2 separate regions of the Mustela erminea genome follow, and region 2 is linked to region 1. The links are chromatin contacts, called in public Hi-C maps. All regions are on one chromosome and are shown on one strand. The core of a region is the stretch at or near the end of the contact, and the rest is flanking DNA. Distances in the headings are between cores, read along the strand shown.

What was found. Hi-C and Micro-C count contacts between places; a contact is called where the count stands out from the background.
Region 2: a contact with region 1 is called in a Hi-C map of skeletal muscle, with 6 times the contacts expected there. The contact joins the promoter of GHRH here to the promoter of BLCAP in region 1. A contact is called at or near these places in 3 of 3 Hi-C or Micro-C datasets (fibroblasts, skeletal muscle and spleen).

Annotation. Positions count from the first base shown.
Region 1 is chr7:21,346,479-21,353,305 of mMusErm1.Pri, forward strand. It overlaps BLCAP (bladder cancer-associated protein), which reads left to right and starts at 5,369. Exons shown (of 2, transcript XM_032350709.1): 1 at 5,369-5,505.
Region 2 is chr7:21,563,451-21,570,452 of mMusErm1.Pri, forward strand. GHRH (somatoliberin) reads left to right here and starts at 1,530. Exons shown (of 5, transcript XM_032350719.1): 1 at 1,530-1,630.

The sequences.
Region 1 (6,827 bases), core at 4,119-6,618:
GGATGAAATTGGTCTCTTGAGAAAGTAAAGCTCTTTAGGACTTAAATTCTCCAAGGGATACTAGGGAGACATTTTATAGCTTACCCAAGCACCAGAGATTAAGCCTCATTTATTCTGCCAAAAATAGTTATGGATTATAGTTATATTACATAGAGTTAGGAATATGAATTTTTCATGTTTTCTCAGTATTCATCCACGAGCCTGACACAGAGGGGTTAAAAATACAGCCTTCGTGTCCCTGTGGCCTCTGTCACCTGTAACTGTGTAGCCTTAGGCAAATGATTTCATCTCCCTGAATCTTCTTTTCCTTATCTTTAAAATAAAGATAACACAATGTTCTTTATAAAAATTACACTGAATATTAACCAAGTTCGTATAAAACTCATTTTCTGGCACATTATACCTTTATTGTTCCTGTCATCAATGGGTTAATAGCAAGAACATTGGGCATTTACCCATAATTACCACAGGATGTCACCACAGACCTGGCTAAAATAGTAACATCAGTTTCCCAAGCGTAGAAGCCCTAAGTCTGGAGCAAAAAGAACTTGGAGTTGGAGAAACTGAGGACAAAACCAGCAGGGATCGCTTAAAGTCATGAAAGCAGGTCCAGAATTTGAATCCACTGGTCCTGCCCCCTTAAGGATGGCAAACTTCCCAGCAAGCTTCTCACAGCTCATCCTGCCCCTGAGACAGCCAGTGTTATCCACTTGAATAGGAAACCATAGGTTTTAATTATGTGACAGGCAGCGTTCTAAGTGTTTTACAACATGAACTCATTGAATTGGCAGAAACAACCGTAAGGGGTAGATTCTGATGTTTCCCTCATTTTATGGGTGGGAAGTGTGAGGCACAGGGAGGGTAAGTAAGGTGCTCAAGGACACACAGCTAGAAAATGCAGCAGGATTAAAACCCTGGCATTCTGCTGCAGTCTGGGCCATCCCAGAGCTTACTTCTTTGGTCAACTTGGAGATAATGTGTCTTATTATATTTTTAATCTTTTGATACCACATAGCTTCTTTGATGATTTAACAAATCACTGTTGTTCCATTACAGGTTACCTTTCCTGAACTGAAGTCTTGATAAAGAAATAACATTGATTTTGGGAAAAAGTAATGTTAAATGGAGTGATGATGTAGGAAAATAGTTACTGTGGTTTCACAAAACATTGCTCTATAAAACATAACTTTTGCTGATTCTTTATCATTTAACCCCCAAGTTTGCCATCCAGTACCAACAGAATTCCATGGACCTGGCTCCCAGGTCAGTTAGAGGCTTGGAGGATGAATGAGAAAGGAAGGAGCTTGGAGATGTCTTTCATCCATTTACTCAGTCCTTCACCCGCTCATTCAGTCCACAGTGCCTGCCTCCTCCTCCCTGTCAGGCTCTGTACTAGGATCTGAAGCTAAGTAATGACCCCACGCCCCCATTCACCCTTCCCTCAAAGAGCTCAGAGTCTAGTGAGAGTTGACAGACAGGAAGTACACACACAATGGCACTGCTTTATTGCCCACCTCCCTAGACTCTACAGATGCTATTTGTCTATTCCCTCCTCTATCCTCCATTCCTAACATGGTGCCCAGCACTTTAGGTACTCGATAAATGTTTGCTGAATGAATATAGTCTTTATCGAGAAGGCAGCATTTGATCTGGGACTTCGACAATTAGAGAGCTCTTGAAAGTGAAAACAGAGGAGAGGGTACACTCTCTCCAACAGGAAGAATGACAGGGTCATTTTTAGGAAGATCATCTTGGCTTCTGTGTGGAGGACGATGGTTTGGGGTGAGATGAGGGGCAGGTAGACAAGTGAGAGGCTGGTTCAGGGTCCAGGGGTGAGTGGTTGGTGGTCTGGACCAAGGCTTTGGAGGCAGAGACAGAAGAGCCCTGATGGAGGACCCAGAAAGGATGGAAAAGGCTTGGGGAGTGTGAAGCAGGACAGAGCAGGGGTCATGGGTGACTTCAGGTGTCTGGTGTAGTAGGGCCAGTTGGAGAGGTGTTGGTAGGAAGTTGAGGTCTGCTGAGAAAATTTTAGGGCAGAAAGACCTTCCAGGTTCCTCAAGTCAGAGCCCCATTTTGGTGTCATTTCTACCACCTGCAACTGAGCCTGGAGGGTAGAGCAGTCTTGTGGGTACAGAGGAAGCAAGACAGCTGGGCAGGGGCAAGCCACATGTGAGAAGTCCTGCCTCATCTCCAGTTTTCTGGAGTCCCAAGGGGAAGTGGGTTGGCCACAGAGGCCTTGTCAATGCCCAGACCTAGCATGAAGGTTACTGGAAAGCAGAGTCTCTCTAAAAAGTACCTTCTGATTCTTCTGTGATTCTGCTCAATCACATAGTATGCATTGGCAGGACACCTTTCACTATTAGTTTGATTTTCTTGAGGTATAACATATATAAGGTACAGAAAGTCCCCTCATCTTAAGGTATAGCTTGATGAATTTGTGCCAATGTAATCACCAAGCAGATTAAGATATAGACCTCTTCCCGTCTCCCAGAAAATTCCCTCTCACTCCTTTCCCATCTCTAGTCCCCTCCAACCAATCCAGGTAACTACTATTCTGATTTCTATCACCTCAGATCAGTGTTGCCTACCCTTGAACTTTATATATGAATGGAATCATACAACATGTACTAATTTTTTTCTGGATTCTTTTAGTCCACATACTGTATGTGACATTAATTCATTTAGCACATGTCAGTATATTGTACTTTTGTATCTATAACATAGTATTCTGTTGAATGAATGTGCCATAATTTATCAGTTCTCCTGGGTTTTTTTTTTTTTAAGATTTTTATTTATTTATTTACTTGAGAGAGAGGGAAAGCACAGAGGGAGAGGGGGAACCAAATCCTCTGAGCAGGGAGCCCAATGCGGGGCTCGATCCCAGGACCTCGGGATCTCGACCTAAGCCAAAGGCAGAAACTTAACTGACTGAGCCCCTCAGGCACCCCTATCAGTTTTCCTGTTAATGGACACTAAGCTATTTCCAGTTTAAGCAATAAACAAATCTGCTACGAAAATTCTTGCAAGAATCTTTCTTGTAGACATAGGCACTCATTTCTCTTGGAATGAATACCTAGGAGTTAAAATTCTAGGTCACAGCTTAGGTGTATGTTCAGATTTAGTAGAAACTGCAGGTTTTCAGAAATGGCTGTACCAAGTCCTCCTCTCACCAGCTACAGGTAAGAATTTCAATTGCTTCATGCCCTTGCCTCCACTACAAGACTCTTCTTTTCTTCCAGTGTTAGATATCGGGTGTGTCTGGCATGGATACATTGATCCCCCAGCCCACAAGCAGCAAGACAGAGGCCACATCCAGCCTGTTTCTTAGCTGGGGGCGGAACAGGCATCTTGACATGACGGTGACTCTAGGAACTGAGATGGCCATCTTATGACCATGAGCATGAAACCATCATAAGGACAGCAGAGCAGAGACGAAATCAACCTGGGAGATAGAATGTCTTTGATGACACTGCCAAGCAACTCAATTAATCTGCCATTGGGTGGCAGCCTACTTATTTTTTAAGCCAGTTGATTTTGGGTTTTTTTGGGTTCTGTGGACTTACAACATAAAAGATACAGTCCGTGAGCCCCCCTTGTAACCCAACCAAATGGTACCACTTCTGTCCTCTACAGCAGTCAGCCCCACTAAGCACTTTCTCCTTCTTGAAACCTTCTTTCTGGGATCCCGTGCACACCTGGTCCTCCTCCTATCCCTCTGTTCAGTTTCTCAGCCTCCTTTCTTGGCTCCTCCTCCTCGTCTGTGTTTTTTAAAAATGTACCTCCCCTCCCTTGGAATCTCATCCAGCACCATGATTTCATCCATCACCTGTGTGCCAATGCTACCCAGATATGAATCCCCGGCCCAGACCTCTCTTCTGAGCTTGTCTCATATAGAAATGCCTATTGAACCTCTCCACCTAGACTTTGCCCAAGCATTTCAAAAACTTGCCTTCTCAAGGCCAAACTCTGTATCTTCCCCTCAACTGATCCCTCTTCAAGCTTCACCACTATAGTGAAGGGCTCTTGACTCCTTCATACTCAAGACAAAAACCTAGATGTTCTTGCCATTACCTTAGCACGCATCCACTCTTTCATCCTTTATTTCTCCACCTTTCCAAACCATCACCCTGAGTCATCATCACTTCGTAGCTAGAAAGTTCCAAAAGCCTTCTAACTGGTCCCCCTACATCTGCTCCCAAGTGTCCTCCAAGCCATGCAACCAGGGTAGCCTTTTGGAAAACAAATTTGTTGTCATTCCTCTGATAAAAAATGGCTTATTGCTCTCAAGATAAAATCCAAATTCATTTGGTAGTTCTACCTGCACTACTCCTTTCTCAGCACTTACCCCCACCCTGCTCCTTCCAACCTCATCTGGGACAAGTGGTTCTTTTGCCTATAGTATTTCTCCTTTCGCTCTAGCCCTGCACAACTCCTAACTGTCCTTAGTTTCTCAGTCTAAATGCCAGCTTCTCAGGGCGTATCCACCTTCACACCCCTTACCCCATGTTAGGACCCCATTCATTTTTCAGAATCCTCCTTACGTTCCCCCACGACACTTCCCACGCCGCATAATTGTACGTTGATTTGATTAATATTATTAACACAGTCATTGTTTGCTGACTGTCGTCTCCCCCGCCCCCCGCCCGCCCCTACACTTGCCCACACTGCGCTGGCAGAGCCTTGAGGTTAGAGCAGTGTCTACGGCTCTCCACTCCACCTTCCACTCAACCCTCTTGCCTTTGGCACTGCACTTACAGATAGTAAGCGCTCAAGGAATGCGCTTAATTAGCTAATAAACGAATCCTGACTCATTCAACCCCCATAACAACTCTGTGAGGTAAGCATTTCATCGCACCTAGGGAAGCTGAGAGTCGCGGTGGGCAAGATGCCCCAACGTGTATGGGGAAAGGGGAGGAGTCAGGTCCTGACCCAAGTCAGGTCCTAATTTCTGAACCCGATTTTCCCGCTCCTGAACTTTGGCCCCTTGGTGAAAGGGCCAGGGAGAGGGCGGACTTTGAGCCACGAGAAGGTTTGCCCCAGATGACCAGGGTAACCTACGCACGGACGAGGAACCCAGAGCTCACCTACCGAGACTAAGGTACGCCCCCTCGGGCTCTCACTGTGTAAGAATCACAATCTGCTGCATATGCATGAGGGGACCATGAGGCCCTGATTCGGGACTACCCGAGATGCGCCTGACTAAAAGTTCTTCGGACTTGAAGACGTGAGAGCTCTGTCAGTTCCTCACACGTACATAGAAAGTTTTCAAAGGCTCATATGAGGTGAATCTTGGGGGGATATCGGGCGAAGATGATCGCAACTTGGGGTTTATGATCAGGCGTCTTCTGGAGACAGCCCAATGCCAGGAGGGGTCCTTGGACTGCTCCACTCGAAGACGAAGGGGGCGTCTCCCCGGCTTCCTGCGGCGTCGGTGGCGAGCTGAGGTGGAGGCAGGCTGCGGCAGCGAAGGCGACAGTGGCGGCGGCGCCATGGCAGGGCTCGCAGGTACCGTGGCGTCGGCCCCCTGGGGACGGGATGAGAGGCCCTCAGTGCGGCGGCGCCGCCATGTTGTCCCTTTGGGGTCACCTTAAGGCGTCTCCCCGTCCTTTTCTAGGGTTTTCCTTCCGCGCACCCAGGGGGCCACCCCTGTCCGTGTCACGTGATTGCCCTGTGTGGCCCTAACCTGGGCCTCGGGAGTCCTTTCCCGGGCCGAGGCCGAGTGACCGGACCCCTGGGTCTCGGTCTGGCCTCCAAGGTCAGTGCTCGCCTGTCTATTCCCGGGACGGGACAGGCAGAGTCGGGGAGCGCGGGGCTGAGGGGCGCGACTACCGCCTCTTCGTCCCAGGGGCCCATGGCAGGGGGCCCAGCTTCTGAGAGTCCTGTTATTCTGTCCCCGACCCTTCAGTCTTATTTTTTTTAAATCAGAAGGGGCGTGGGTGAGAGGGGCGTAAGGGGGTCTCCCGCCCCAAGGCACCCGCTTTGGTGTCTAAGGTGATGGGGTAATAGGTTGACGCTCGGCTTTGAGTCGCGGGTGCTTCTTACCTATCTCATAACTTTACATCAAGTCTGGACACCATTTCCTTTCCTCCAGTATATATGGGGAGTGGCCCTCAAGGGCAGCTGAAGGAACGGAATGCCTGGCACACCAATGGCCTGAAAGAATGGGGGATGGGGAACAGCTCTTTTTGCTTACCCCTTCCAGACCTTCTGTAAATTCCTTCCAGGCCTCTGTGTCCCTTTTCAACGCTAAGTGTTGGGCAACGCTAAATGTTGGGACAGACTGGGATCTGCCCTAGGGAGCGAATGATCTTTCTGTTCATAGGTTCGGATCGTGTTTTATCCCTTTCAGGGAGCTGGTGTGTTGGGAACAGCTTCTGTTTGCCCTGCCTGACATGGTCCAGCCATCCCCTCAGCCTTCTGGACAGCAACACCAAAGCCAGGACAAAAAAAAAAAGTTCCAGCTTAAGTGCTAATGCCAAGTGTTAGATCTTGTTTATTTGTTTATTTTAAATCAGAGACTCATTAATGTCAAGCACATCTTTAAAAGATTCAGAGCCCTGGTCAGTTTCCAGTGACCAGATCAATTCCGGATCTGTAATTGGTCTTGTTAGAATTGCTGCCAAAAACGGTTTAACCTTTTATCTGTAATATGTTGTTTCAAAGAGGAATCTGGAAGTCTGGGTTTGGCTGTCTTTTTTGTTGTTCTCTTCTCTTTGAAACATATGCATTCCATTCCAAGCCTGTCACTGTGTGCTGTACCAAGGACCATGTGTTGCCTTCCTCTTTGACTTCCTGCTCTGGGAATGCTCAGGAATCTGGACCCTGCT
Region 2 (7,002 bases), core at 280-2,779, 210 kb after region 1:
GAGCATGTATCTAGACAAGGGGAGGGCTAGTTAAAATACTGATTGCTGAGCCCATCCCCAGAGATCCTAATTCAATAGGGCTGGGGTGGGGCATTTCTAACAAGTTCCCAGGAGGTATGAATACTGTGGTTTGGGGACTGTACTTATACTTACAGAAGCACGGTCCTAAAAGCTCTGAAGACCTTTCCAGGGGTGCCTGTGAGGCTCAGTTGGTTAAGTGTCCATGTTTGTCTCCTGTCATGATCCCAGAATCCTGGGATCGAGTCCTGCGTCAGGCTCCCTGCTCAGTGGTCCTATCCTGGCTTGTGCTCTCTCTCTATATATCTAAAAATTAAAATAAAATCTTAAAAAAAAAAAAAAGACCTCTCCAACTTGGATTCCAGGTGCTGTGGGCTCCAGCCCCCATTTGCCCTGAGCACATCCATTGTCTCCATCGGCCCCTCTGTTAACTTAGCAGCTACAATATCCCAAAGGATGGCCCAGCACAGGTTTCAAGGTAGCTCAAAGCACCTAGCGGGCCAACAGCTTACAGGGCAGTTTCCAAGACAGAGGCCAACACCTCATACAAGCAATTGCATGGAAAGATTGGCTTGCATTCCAGCTGTCTTTGCCAGAACTCTCTCATGGGGCTAATTAACTGGGTGAGATAGCCGACAGGTGCCGCTGGGCCAGAGAAAAGGCGGCTGCCACTCAAGACAGGCTGAGCAAGGGCCAGGGCTGGTTGGAGAGGATTTGAAACTGACAGAAGCCAAATCTCCAGCCACTGTAATTTACCAGGTGGGATTCTGATTCCCCCCAGAAATGGAGACAAGAAAACAAATCCAAACACCCAACCCCATCCAACACCAAGAGCATACTGAGTGAGAAAGCTCAGGGTTAGGGTAGAAGCAGCATTGATGACAAGTCCTTCCCAATTCAGGATTTCTTATACATTCAACAAATATTTATAGAGCACCAACGACGCGTCAGATGCTATGCTAGGTGATCCACACACGGGCAGTGAGCCTGAGCTAGCCCGTGACTTCATAGAGTCTACATTTAAGTGAAAAGAGACAGACATTACTCAAAGAATCATCTGATTTAATTGTGTGGTTCTGTAAGTGAATGATCATGTTCTTAGGAAATAATCCTTAAATATTTAGGGGTAAAGGGCAAGATGTCTACAACTTTTTCTCAAGCACTTAAAAAAATAACAATCGTATATATATTAGCTATACATGTAGTTTGTACATATAACTTATATAATCTATCATACACACAGAGAAACAGAGAGAAATTAATAAAGCAAATATGACAATATGTTAACAAGTGTTGGTTCTGGACCAAGAGTCTATGGGAGTTCCTGCAAATTTTCTAAAAGCGTGAAATTATTTCTAGAAATTGTATTTCATTTTATTATTTTGTTAAAGATTTTATTTATTTATTTGACACAGAGAGAGGGAACACAAGTAGGGGCAGAGAGAGAGGGAGAAGCAGGCTTCCCGTGTAGGAGGGAGCCTGATATGGGGCTCTATGCCAGGACCCTGGGATCATGACCTGAGCCGAAAGCAAACACTTAACGACCGAGCCACCCATACGCCCCTGGAAATTTTTAAAAGGATCAAAAAACTACTTGGAAATTGTAATAGTGGTGAGTGCTGTTTTGTTTTTTTTTAAGTACATAATGGTGGGGGCACCTGGGTGGGTCAGTCGGTTGGGCACCTGCCTTCGGCTCTGGTCATGATCTCAGGGTGCTGGGATCCAGCCCCATATTGGGCTCCCTGCTCAGCGGCGAGTTGGCTTCTTCCTCTTCCCCTGTGATCTCTCTTGCTCTCATTCTCTCTCAAATAAATGAGAGAGAGAGAAAAAAAAAAAACTCTCAAAAATCTTTTAAAAAAAATAATAAAGTACATAATGGTGTAAGGACCTAAGAATGGCATGGTTTGTTTTAGACTGGGAGGTTAAGGAGAGCTTCATGAAAGCGGCAGGTCTGAGCTACAGTCTGAGCCGAAGTTGACCAGGAGAGAGAGAGCTGCCTTCCCAGCAGAGGACAGGGCTCCGGCAGAAACCTTGTCATGGGAAAGAGAGAGCACATGGGAGGAACTGAGAAAATGGGAAGCAGCCTCTGGAGCAAGGGCTGCCACACCCCAGCAGGGCTCGTGCCTGTGGGGAGCTGGGGCTGGTGGCAGGGGACAGGCTTTCAGAAAAGGGGCTGCTCTTCTGGCCCAGAGAGGGATCCGAATTATTTCTTCCCTGCCCATTTTGGTTTATGTTCCTGTGTATCTTCCTGTGGCTTCCCTCCAACCTCGGTTCTTATGTCTCTGCTCGAATGCGGCTCCCCAGGTCAGGCCCACAATGCCGGTAGCGTGTGGCACCATGATAGGACAGCTTCTCACCACCACTTGCCTTTAGGGCCATCTCGACCCCCAATCCCTGGTTGCCATTCATCAATCAGCACCTTTACCTGCCATAGAGAGAACAACGGGCTGTCCCTTAAAAAAATTATTTCTACCATTTGCTCCTTGGACCTCAGGCAGTGGGCTCCATCTGCCGATGGCTCTGTGCAGTTCCCACCTGCCCTCTACCCTCCGCTGGTGTCCAGAGAGCGCCCACAGTGCCACCTCTTGGATTTCCTTCCAAGTCAAGTGCGACCCTGGGTGCCCGGGAAGCATGGATCTTTGTAATAAACGCTCCATGTCTCCATGGGTTTGTTCAACTGAGTCATCCAAGCGTGTTGTTGATACAGGGTAACATCACACCAGATCCCGAAGCCCAGGGCGTGAGGGACATTTCATTAGGTGTTCGTTGGGCCAGAGAATTTGGACCATGAAGGGAACGTTGAGATCTTGGGGTCTCACACCCTCGCGTTCATTGCAGAGCAGTTCAGAGAATGGCAGTAACTTGTCCAAGGTCACAGAGCAACTCTGTCGAGGAGCTGAACCCGGAATCCAGGTTTCCCGATGCTGAGCAGAAGGGCAGAGTCCAGTTAGTAAGGCAGTTAATAAACAATCTGCAGGACCTCCCAGGAGCCAGCGTTCTGAATGGCAGCAGAGCTGTCCTCTGCTTTGAAGTGAGCAGTCGGGAGAGCCTTGGTGGGAAGCGAGCCCCAGAAGTTGGTCTTGTTGCATTTTGCAACTACTCGTTGTGTTATTTCTAATCTGTTTGGTTTCACTTTAGACCCGGTTCCTATTTCACATTTATGACTAAAGGCCTTTGGGCGAGGAAAAGGGAAGTCAGAAAGAAGATTCTTTTCTTTTGTACTCAGCAAATCTTTCCAGACCGTTTTTTCCCTCCCTTTATAACATTTCCTTTCCAGAGCCCTGACAAGCTTCTCAAATCTACATTTCCAATCCCCTTTTCGCCTTCTCTGTAATTATCTTGGGAAAATGTAAATTCCTTATCATGACTTTGTGACAATACCGGCTCAAGATAAGCAAGCCAGGCTTCTGTTCTGAGGTCCTGTCAAATTGCCCTCAGTAGGTTCACTTAATAGGAATTATTGTTAGATTTTTTTTTTAAGTGTGATAATGGTATTGTGACTATGCTCAAGAAAGAGCCCTTATCTTTTCGAGATTACATACTTAAATATTTATGGGTGCAATGATAAGAGGACTAGGATTTGCTTCAAAATATGCTAGTAGGGAAAGATAAAGAAAAATACGACTCCCTTAATATACTGTTTCCTACCACCTTTCTCTTGCAAGTTCTTTTTGCTGCGTCTTTCCCATCCTCCCACCCCCAGTCTATGAATCCATTTATTTTGTCTCTGGGGATGTGCTTTGCTTCCTGGAGTCTCCCCAGAGAAGACAGCATGGAGGCTGAAGCCGAAGAGGACCAGGTACAGAGCACCTGGGTGGCTTAGTCAGTTAAGTGTCTGCCTTTGGCTCAGGTCATGATCCCACAATCCTGGGATTGAGTCCCACATCAGGCTCCCTGCTCTGCCCCTCTCCCCCACGTACGGTCTTTCGCTTTCTCTCTCTCAAAAATAAATAAATAAAACTTTTTAAAAAAAGAAAAAGAAAAAGAAAAAAGAGGTTCAAGTTCAAAGTCCTGAGGCTCCACCCTGATGAGCACAGTGACCAAAGACAAGACGTTTATGTGTCTTAGTCCTGGTTTTCCCATCTGCAAAACAGAAGTCGTGCATTGACAGCAAACAATGTTCTTTTCTAATTATCTTCTGGACCACTGTTTCTGATTCTGCTGCCACGTGCCCCACAGTGTGCTTCTCTCGAAGATCCCACCCAGAATCCACAGCTCTGGCTTCCTTCTCCTCACTGGCCCCTGGCCCAGCTCCCACCTCCAGACTTGATTCAACCACCTGTTACATGCTTCCTTCTGGAAGCCCCTTGAGTCCGAAAAGCTCACTGCGTGCAGATCAGAGCTCATTGCTCCTCCCCACAACCTGCCCCCGCCCAGAGTACCCAGTACCCAACCGCCCCCCAGCCCCCAGCTCGTTCTCAACATCTCCGCCTCCTTCACCTCCTTTGTTCTTTCTACCCCCGGCCCAGTGGTCCCATCTTCCAGACCCCTCTCCAATCCAGCCCCATGTGCTCCCCACCACCTCTTTGCTGGGTCTTGGCTCAGACCCTCAGAACCACAGGCCTGAACGGCTGTCAAAGCGTCCTAGCCAGGCTCCCTCCCTGTGGCCACTCTGCTTTCTAGTACCCCCACCGGGCTGCTGGCTCAAAAGCCTCCCATGGGGCTCTCTCCCCCGAGAAGAGAAAAGGCCCACATTCCGAAGCATGGTATTTGACACCCTGCACAGCTGGGCCTTCACGCATTGTTCCAGAATCATTTTCTATATTGCCTGCCAAAGAAGTTGCAGGCCTGGGTTTCTCAGACTGTGCTCTCTCACGCCTGCATCAGAATCATCCCAGGGTCCTGGTTAAACATGTAGAATCCATGGGGTACCTGGGTGGATTGGTCAGTTAAGTGTCCTACTTTTGATCTTGGCTCACAGTCGTGAATTCGAGTCCTGTGTTAGGCTCCACTCTAAGCGTGCGTGGAGCCTATTTAAAAAAAAAAAAAAAAAAAAGCAGAACCCTGAACCCTAGCCCCAGACCACTGAAAGTGGGGGTCCAGGTGCAATGCATGCAAAGCTCCAAGGACCTTCACTCTACCCACACCAGACAACTTGTCACTCACTGATCATGACCGTGCCTCCTGGCCTCTGCTCTCACTGTAGTAAGCCTTCCTTCCCTTCTCCTCACGGCCCAGCTTAAATGTCATCTCCTCTGCCGCCTTTGCTCTGCCCTAGCAGAACAGATCCCCACTCATTCTGCTTCTTTAGCACGCGGCACACACCTCTCCTACAGACCGTAGGTATCGCGCCCTATCTGGTTATCTGTTTGCCGGCCTTCCTTCCTAGATAGAATGAAATCTCCACCACAGTAAGTCCACAGAACACCTGGAGCCCCCAACCCAGGGAACGGCCCACAGCAAACACTGGAGAAATAGCTATTGATTTGAATTGTATCTTACCATTTCTTGGCTCTTGGCTACCAAACGTAATGCTTGGCACCCAGCGGGCATAATTACATTGCTGTCTGATGGATGAATTATCAAAGGATGGATGAAAGCCTGAATGAATGATGAAATATGCAAATAAATTAGTGATGAATTTTCACCACTGATTAATATTCTGAAATGCTCATGGCATGCCTGAGTCTATTTCTAACCTGAAGAAGGATATGGGAATTGGGTCAGATGTAAGCCTGGGACTTCTGGTTCCAAGCTCACTGGGGAAACCACCAAAGTTCGGATGTTAATAAGAAATGTAACTATCTCCAAGACAAGCGCATGTGAAAAGTGCAATGCCACCATTGTCACCGGCCATGGGAAATCCTTACTACATTTATCACTCCACCTCACAGGGTCCACAGAGACCCTACTGATACTGCTCAAAGGGAAATCTGATACCTGTTTAGGGGAGCTGGCAGAGATCAGCCTTAAGATGCTAAGGCTGGGGGCTGGATGAGTGAGGGGTGCAGGGTGGGGCGGGGGGGTAAGCACTGCTCCAGGGCCCCGGCTCCCCCATTTACTATCTGAATGAGATCTGAGAGTTATCCAATGGCTCCAACCCTGAAATGCCACCACTTTGTGCTCCTGACCCTTAAGGTTATTGAAGGAGATCGCGTATGTTATATGACTAGCACTTAGTTAAGCATCAAAGAGATATTACGGCTATAGTTTCAAGATCCAGGACAACTGGCTTCCTATAAGGGATCTGGTGGGGGTGAATGGGGATGACACAGGGGCTGGAGTGACAGAAGTTAGGCAGGAAGCCAGGTGTCAGCCATGGATTAGGGGTGGATTCTGGGGTTTAGAGGAGAGTTCCAGTTCCAAGGGTGAGGCTGGGTGTGGAGGCTGATCCGCATTCCACCTCCAAGGCCTCGGTGTTCAGGGGCCAGATGACACGAGGTGGGGAAAGGTCAGGCGGACGTGGCCAGACTGGAAACTTCTACCCTGGAGAGAGATCAGTGGCTCTGCTTCTGGTCTTTGGACCTGACTCTGGAGCCCAGGTCTGCTGCCTCCAGGACTCATGGAGCTCCGATAGCTGCATTAGAACTGTGGAGGGGAAGTGATGCCACAGCCTGGCTCTGACACTGGGCACCCAGTTCAGATGGGAAATTGGAAACTGTGGAGTCCCAGACAGGCTGTGGGTTTTTCCTGTACACAGTCAAATAATGGGAACTTCCTCTGGCTGTGTCTGCAGGTCTTATTGTCAACTAAGTTCCTCCAACTCAGATTCCAAGGGAGAAGGGGCCTCCCACCAGAAAGACGCCCCCTCCTATGTTATTACTTGATGAGTCAGGCTGGAGGAAACCGCCATATGGTAGGTTTTCTCCCCTGGGCTTTCTCCTGGGGATCCTGGGGCGGGGGCTGAACTTGCCGAACACACAGCCTTCCTTAATTCGAAACACAGCTGAGAACCCAGGGCAGGATCCGGGCAGAAAAAGACAGGTGGTCCCAGTGGCTGAGGAGGGGGCCGCCTGACAGAAGTACTTGCCCGGGACCCCTCGG